Linked DNA regions of Bombyx mori: region 1 is linked to region 2. Evidence: chromatin contacts called from public Hi-C data. All regions are on one chromosome and are shown on one strand. The core of a region is the stretch at or near the end of the contact, and the rest is flanking DNA. Distances in the headings are between cores, read along the strand shown. Region 1 overlaps PKG-I (protein kinase, cGMP-dependent, type I). Region 2 has its middle 31 kb from the start of PKG-I.

What was found. A called contact is a pair of places that touch in the nucleus more often than the background predicts.
Region 1: a contact with region 2 is called in a Hi-C map of middle silk gland, with 3 times the contacts expected there. The contact joins two enhancer-like sites. A contact is called at or near these places in 2 of 7 Hi-C or Micro-C datasets (middle silk gland and whole pupa).

Annotation. Positions count from the first base shown.
Region 1 is chr3:6,305,800-6,309,684 of ASM3026992v2, reverse strand. PKG-I (protein kinase, cGMP-dependent, type I) reads right to left here. Exons shown (of 11, transcript NM_001043586.1): 2 at 1,918-2,084. Among protein-coding and RNA genes, the nearest start is that of PKG-I, 50 kb to the right of the region's middle. Within about 2 kb of position 1,769, at least 3 of the 8 cell types and tissues checked have open chromatin away from gene starts, as enhancers often do.
Region 2 is chr3:6,224,625-6,228,421 of ASM3026992v2, reverse strand. No RefSeq gene overlaps it. Among protein-coding and RNA genes, the nearest start is that of PKG-I, 31 kb to the left of the region's middle. Within about 2 kb of position 1,656, at least 4 of the 8 cell types and tissues checked have open chromatin away from gene starts, as enhancers often do.

The DNA.
Region 1 (3,885 bases), core at 520-3,019, 81 kb before region 2:
ACTGTGTAATAACCTGCATAATAAAGCCATAATTATCGTTATTATGTAACATAATTATATTTACGATTGGATTATGATTCTGTTGCCGCACCCATTAGTACAAAAATTACATTTGATGCCGTCACTCAGACACAGCCCACTGAGTTTCTCGCCGGATCTTCACAGTGGGTCGCGTTTCCGATCCGGTGGTAGATTCAGCGAAGCACGGCTCTTGCTGGGGTTCGTGTTAGCAAGGTCGTCAGGTTTGAGCCCCGTGAGCTCACCTTCTAGTTAAGGTTACGCTGAAATAGCCTCTCAAGGCTATCAGCTTAGGTAGGAAAAAAAAGCCGTCACTGGAATAACGAAGCAATTTAACGATTTAAATAATTAAATAGGCTTTTCCAGGATTTTTTTGTTCTAACAACATAAATAAATGTTATGTCCAAATCTGAACTGTATTAGGGCGACGTTGAAAACACTTGTCTTAAAATTAGAAGACAAGATTTCTTTAGAGTAGTAACAAGCTGGACGGTAAAGTGGTGGCACTATAAATAAGGTAAACGTATGGCTAAGCCCGATAGCGGTCTGTATCTTACAATAAATACCTTTACATAATATATTAATACATACAGACAAACAGGGTAAGTACAATTTTCTCATCTGTTTGTCAATTGATTTTTTTTGTTTCGTGGCCGAAAGAGTTTTGCCGATACCAATTTATTCGACATGAAAACTTATTTTTAATAATTATTATGCGTGAAAACAAATATTAATTTATCTACGAAACTTTTTGAAAATAGCATTTTTTTCATTCTGATAGTCTATCATCACCAACAGATATGATTTTTAAAGGACATTTTTCACTGCCTCACCATGTTTATTATTTAGTTGGTCTATTATTGTTATAGAAAACGGATAAAAATTATTCCATTGGAATAAAAACATCATTTTCACATACACCTATGTATGTAAGATAATTATTATTAAGTTAATTGGCAAATAACATAAACGGCAGCTCCTGAGCTAGCTTCTAGGCCGACTTTCCCTATTCGTCGTTAGAGAAAGTGGAAAACTTACGTATCGCTTTTCTTTAGGCTAAGTGTAAGCCATAAAGGTAGTCTTCTTGCTTAGTTTTTATAGTGACTTCGTTTATTTTATATCGTATTTGCATTTCATTGTTGACACAATTAGTACATAGAGTAAGGATTAAATTAAGCAAAAACTACGAATAGTCTCTTGTAGTAATAGTTGGTAATAAAATATAGGTACTATGCTCGTATGGTGGTAGGACCTCTTGTGAGTCCGCGCGGGTAGGTACCACCGCCTCGGCTATTTCTGCCGTGAAGCAGCAATGCGTTTCGGTTTGAAGGGTGGGGCAGCCGTTGTAACTATACTGAGACCTTAGAACTGATATCTCAAGGTGGGTGGCGCATTTACGTTGTAGATGTCTATGGGCTCCAGTAACCACTTAACACAAGGTGGGCTGAGAGCTCGTCCACCCATCTAAGCAATAAAAAAATAAATAAATAAATGTAATTCCAAGCATTTCTGATTTTAAATTATTTACTTCTTGTAAATATAACACACGTGTAACTGATGTGTATATAGGTTTTAATTAAAGTTTAAATATTTTTTTACTTAAAAATAAAAAGTTAAGTAAAAAAAATTAGATCTTTAATTTAACTATAATAGTGATGGGCAGAAATTTTGAAAAGACGCAAACTGTAAAAGCACTTTTAAATTTCTGCTAAAGCGCCATCTGTTGAAATTTATATGCATGTAGTAGAAGTGAACTTTATCAATAGTTGGCGGGCGCTGTATTGCTATTCGATAATAGATGGCGCTCTTTTCAATAAAGCGAAAACCGTTTCAAATCAATTTATTCGCGATTAACATGCGAAATGCTTTTTATAGTAACGATTAAATATCTACACTTACCTTCCATAACATAAACTATGCTTCCAACGTCGCCTTCTTTGATAATAATGCTGCCGGCTGCATATTCGACGGGATACATGCAATCCACTATTTCTCTGATCTGTGTCATTTCTAGATTCTTCATGAAGTCGTTGTCGAGGATCGCAGTCTTAATCAGCTCGCGAGATCTGCAAGTAACAAGTACACGCCATTAGTAAGTTCTTAGAAACAACCTTTACTTACACAGCTCTGGCATTGTCGCTTTGTCCTTGCCAAGAAAATTATGGTTATTTATCAACCTATTCACGAAGAATGACTAGTTTCACAAAATCTAAGAATCATGTTCAATGCCTTAGTTATAACATAGTAAAAAGATTAATACAGATAAATACCTGTCTAACATGCAGTAGATACTAGACAAACGGTTTCAAGCATGTATATATGAGGAAGACTCAACGTATATGAGCAAGATTCAATTTCTCCTAATATTGGCTAATAAAATAGGACATATCGTTGGCAAAATACTACATGCGACCAGTGCTTGAGCTATAAAAGATCGGGACAGTTAGGTACAAAATAAATTTCCAAGGAAGGAAGTTACTATTAGTACACTTGATGTGGGAACAATAAAAGAAACTGCAAGTGAACGGAGTGGCGTATTTGATATTTTACCAGAAGCGATCACAGTAATAATAAATTACACAGTAAATTTGTTATTGGTTATACCAAACATTATAAGATTAAGATTTCTCGTTCTAAAATCTAAATCTATTTATTTTTTTAAGTTGGAAAGTGTACAACCCTTTTTGTTTACTTTAGACTAGTAGTTTATTCGCATTACGGCTTCGAAAAAGTTTCTAATACACTAGGTATACAGTTTCATAGCTAGCGTTTTTTTTTTGGGAAAGTTCTATTTCTACACATACACATGTCCATCAGTATCAGTTATAACTCTAAAAAATACCCGACATATCTTAAATAAAGCTTAAAGAGAAATACGAGCACTTTATCACGATGTTATTAAGGAAACAATAAATGTCTTGCGAACCTCAAGGTATTGTTCCTAACGACATAATCTGTCTGTATTATGACAGTAACCTTTGAAATATTACAGTAAATTAGGGTCATAACGCGCCGTCTGTAACTGCAGCGTAGTGTAATTTGTATTTAAATACCTTAACAGACCATAAGTTATGTGTGTAGTGATTTATATTGCCTATAATCTACATCTACTGAACCTGCTAAAGTTTTAAAGCTATAGATGGACTCAACCAGTATTAGCTGGTACGCGATTCTATAGCTGATAATGAAAAGCAAATTCTAGGATACAACTTCAGACAATTTTTTTCCATTCTTAATTTTAATTTGTCTAAATAGCCACACACAATCCGCTCTGAAGCCAATTAAATTTTACACTTCTTATGTATTAACAAAACGAAAGCCCTACATTTTCAACGTGACAATGAAAAAATGGATTTCGTTCGAAATCATAAGCTTTATCACGACACAGCCGATGGCGAGGACAGGCATCGCATAAAGTTCGAACGTAATTATACCAAATGGGTCCATTCGAAGGCACACCGGCTAACACATGTCGACCTCGGACCAATGCAGCCATTGCTAATGCCTGTTCTTAGAAGAAATTCAGTCGCCACCTTGACTGATCGATGGATGACTAAAGCGATAAATTAGATCTGCCCAGACAATAACCACATACAAGGATGGTGGCGACATAGAGGAATGCGTTCGTGAAGTTCGTGACCTGCCTGTTTAAATTACGTGAGATGCAAATGCGAGATTTATTATTACAACAAGAGGTCCAACTAGTTTGGATTCTTAATTCGTGTGATGCAGACAAATAAAAGGTTGCTTGTCGTGTATGTAACAAACCTGTGGCTTTTCGGTATTTTCAATAACTTCAACTCATGCTCTTGAGTCAGCGACGATAGGGGCTCCGCTGATATCGCAGTCCTTTTCAGTCGTGGTTCA
Region 2 (3,797 bases), core at 407-2,906:
TTTTGGTTTGGTTGTATGTTGAACTTATTCTATGTCAACGTTTTATCTTAGATTACCGTCGAGTTGATATATTGAGTAAGAAATCTCAGCGGATTCATCACCTTCTGAGCGACCAATTCTTATGAAAAATAATGATATTGGACGATGGTTATTCGTCTTCATTACTCAGTATGGACTAATCTGTATGATGCTATAACTATGAGAAGCCTCCCTGGCTTGCCCTAAGAAAAATATTCACACGGTCGAATGGTATAATAATGGTATGATGTTAATATTCACCTGATTATTATTTTTATTATTTTATTACAAAATTATAATTTGCGTAATTACAGGTGGTAGGACCTCTTGTGAGTCCGCGCGGGTAGGTACCACCACCCTGTCTATTTCTGCCGTAATGTGTTTCGGTTTGAAGCAGTAATGCGTTCCGGTTTGAAGGGTGGGGCAGCCGTTGTAACTATAGGTACTTGAGACCTTAGAACTTATATCTCAAGGTGGGTGGCGCATTTACGTTGTAGATGTCTATGGGCTCCAGTAACGACTTAACACCAGGTGGGCTATTAGCTCGTCCATTCTAAGCAATAAATATACATATATATTTAAAAAAGCCGCACATTTAGAAAAACGCATTTGTTCCGTTAAAAAAATCAAAATAATGCGTCACACAGGTATCATCTGTTATACAGTATTATTGAACAATAAAACGAACATTCAATATAATTAATAATAAAAACAGAACAGGAACATAATAGCATCATATTAGAGATCTTATCCGGGAAATATTTCAAAGAAATCTGTTAAAGAAAATTGGTTATCTGAAGCATTCACATCGAGTCTGGCAACTCTGTGAATCGAGAAATGAACGATAAGCGCACAAGTTAGGCAAGCGACATCTAATGATATATCTTAAGTAAATTTTCGAGGAATAAACATTATACGGAAATCTAAAAGTACTTTTTCATATGTTTGTTTATGATTTAAATGTGAAGTAATTGACTGTTATCTGTAACAGTATTGTTTCGAAGGAAAATTTCAATAAGTGGATACTTTAAACTGATAGATGCTTCTCTTATCTGTAGCTTTACATGTTTTAGTTTTTTTTTTACATACAATACTTCAGTAATAAAAAAATTAAGAAATATTAAAAAAAAGTATCCAACATCTGGTTTAACAGAAATAAAAGGTATTCGTTAATCGCCATATTTTTCAGAATTATAATTATGATAAATTCGTCACCTTTTTGTTACCATATTTTAAATCGAAATGCTATAAGTCTTTGATTTTTATTCCAGATTCGAATATTTTTAGTAAATAGAAATTTCAAAACTGATACATATAGTTTGACGTTCTTTATGGCGGTAATGTTTGATTTTGGATAATATCTAAAAAGCTTTAGGTAATAATTGTAACACGTGCCTAAAGATGACTGAAACATCAAAATTAGATTTATTGGATAGATAGAGCATTTCATTTCTTGAAGCTGACACATTCTGCATTAGTCACATTCGACCTTGTTCATTTCTATTTTACAGTTGTAATTTGTAGCAATATTCAAGTGAATATTTTTATAGCAAACTAGAAAACTTAATAGAACATCGTTGTTTTAGAGTCGTAACGCCATCTATCGTTATATAAAAAAACGTTACACAAACCGCCATCTATTGGTGAATAGCAAATTAACAAAAACAATAATGTAACTTCAAAAATATTAATAGATGGCACTATTTAATTATGTTGTGATTTTGTATAACGATTATTATATCGGTTGCCAAAAAAAAAAAAGGAAATTCCTGTCAGTTCGAAAATCTTTATGTACAACTTATTATATTATAATTTAATTCAGGTGTCTATGAATATATTTTTATAAGCATTTCCAATTACCTCGTAAACAATGAAGTACCGAGTTATTAGTACCTACATAAGTAATGTATTACTAATTAATTAAGTAGGTAGGTAACAAGCACCTATTAAAAATAATTAAAAATTAATTAAGTAGATAATAAGCACCTATTAAAAACAATAATAAATGGGGAACCGGATTAAATATGACTTGAATGCTTCTTTCTCTAGAATTTAGTTACTTCAAGCTGCACATACAAATCCTTTTGTATTTTAATTCAAACAATCTTACGCAAATTCTATGCGGAACGTGCTAAAATTACCTAATTCATATTTTGAAACTAAATTACTGGACTAAAATTTCAAATACCAAACGTTCTGCATTTAGACTGGGCGTGTATGCTAAGCATACGCAGCCGAGTCGACAACTAACAAGAAAATATTCAACTCCTTATCGCTCAATAACAATTCGAATAACACGACGGAAAGTTTACGATTCGTGTACCTACTACGGGTATGCCACGAAGGCGTCTTCTAAGGTTTATTTCGATATGAAAAACACTATTATTTCATAATGACCTCTGGCATGTTTTTTTATTGCTTAGATAAATGGACGAGCTTACGGCCCGTCTGGTGTTGAGTGGTTACCGGAGCCCGTGGACATCTACAATCTAAATGCTGCCACTCACTTCGAAAGATGAGTTCTAATGTCTCCGTTTTTACAGTATAACTACTGCCCCAGTCTTCAAGCCGAAACGCATTACTGCTTCACGGCATAAATAGGCAGCTGAACAAAAGCTAAAACCTAGTATTTGATTAGAATCCGAATTCATGTCAGCAATTCATTAAATATGTAGTTTTTAGCGAAGATTTACTCATGTTAATATTTTAAAAAAACCACCTCTGGGGAATAATAGTTTTTTTTTGTCAGAAGGAAATTGCCGGACCTCCGCCCTCCACTGGGGATGGCGGGCGGAGCATAACGGAGTCGAACCGACTAAAACCTCCTGTCGCTCAACAAACAACGTCCAAACCTCGCATGAGACAAAACTCATGAAAAGACAAAGGGGGGAAAGTGAAGCGTTTAGTGCGGAGCACATCTCTCCCATCACCCTCCCCTTCGGGACGCCGGACCGGTGGTCGTCGGCGCGACGACCATCAGCCCTCTCAGTCGGCAGGCTATCCGAAGCCCGCCTAGATGGCGCCAGTTAGAGTGAGTTGGGGAATAGTAGTAGGTATGTTATGTTTCTGGATAAATGTACCCAATGTCCTTTTCTGTGCCTCTAACCAAATGCATGTAAAGGTTCATGGTCATCGTTAAATTTTCTTTAAGATGTGAAACCGTAACAAATAAACTCACGTTTATATTATTAGTATCGATAATTGCGCCGGAATGTTAGAGCCATTGTGTAGTTTACATCAACATAATATACCTAACGTAATCATGCCAAAACAAAACCAAAGGAAAATAGAATGCGTGACTCAACAAACTATGTATTGTTATTAACAAACTAAAATGGTCGTTTCGTTTTGCAGCACACATTAATTTCGCGCATATCAATATTCATGAGCATCAGCTGACTTTGTCGAGGAAGAAACGTATTCTATTAAATTGATAAATTAAAAAAACTTTTGCATGTTAATGTAATTAGAATTATAGAATTACTTTCATAACATTCTGTTAGAAGTTTTGGTTAATTTACTAAAATATAACGTGTTCTAGTTCTGTGTAATTTCTTTCCTTTTTTTAACTTCCTCTGGTTGATAATAAAGTTAGATATTAGTTTTCGTTATCATATTATTTTATCCTATATTTTTAAGGAGGATTTTGTACTTAACACATTTATTTTAATTAACCGTGCGCTACATGGCTTATGTTATAAGACAGATTTTTTACTTATTGTGTTTTAAGTGTAGGTATGTGCTGTGTGTTGTGTGCGTTAGGTTTAATAGAAAAAAAA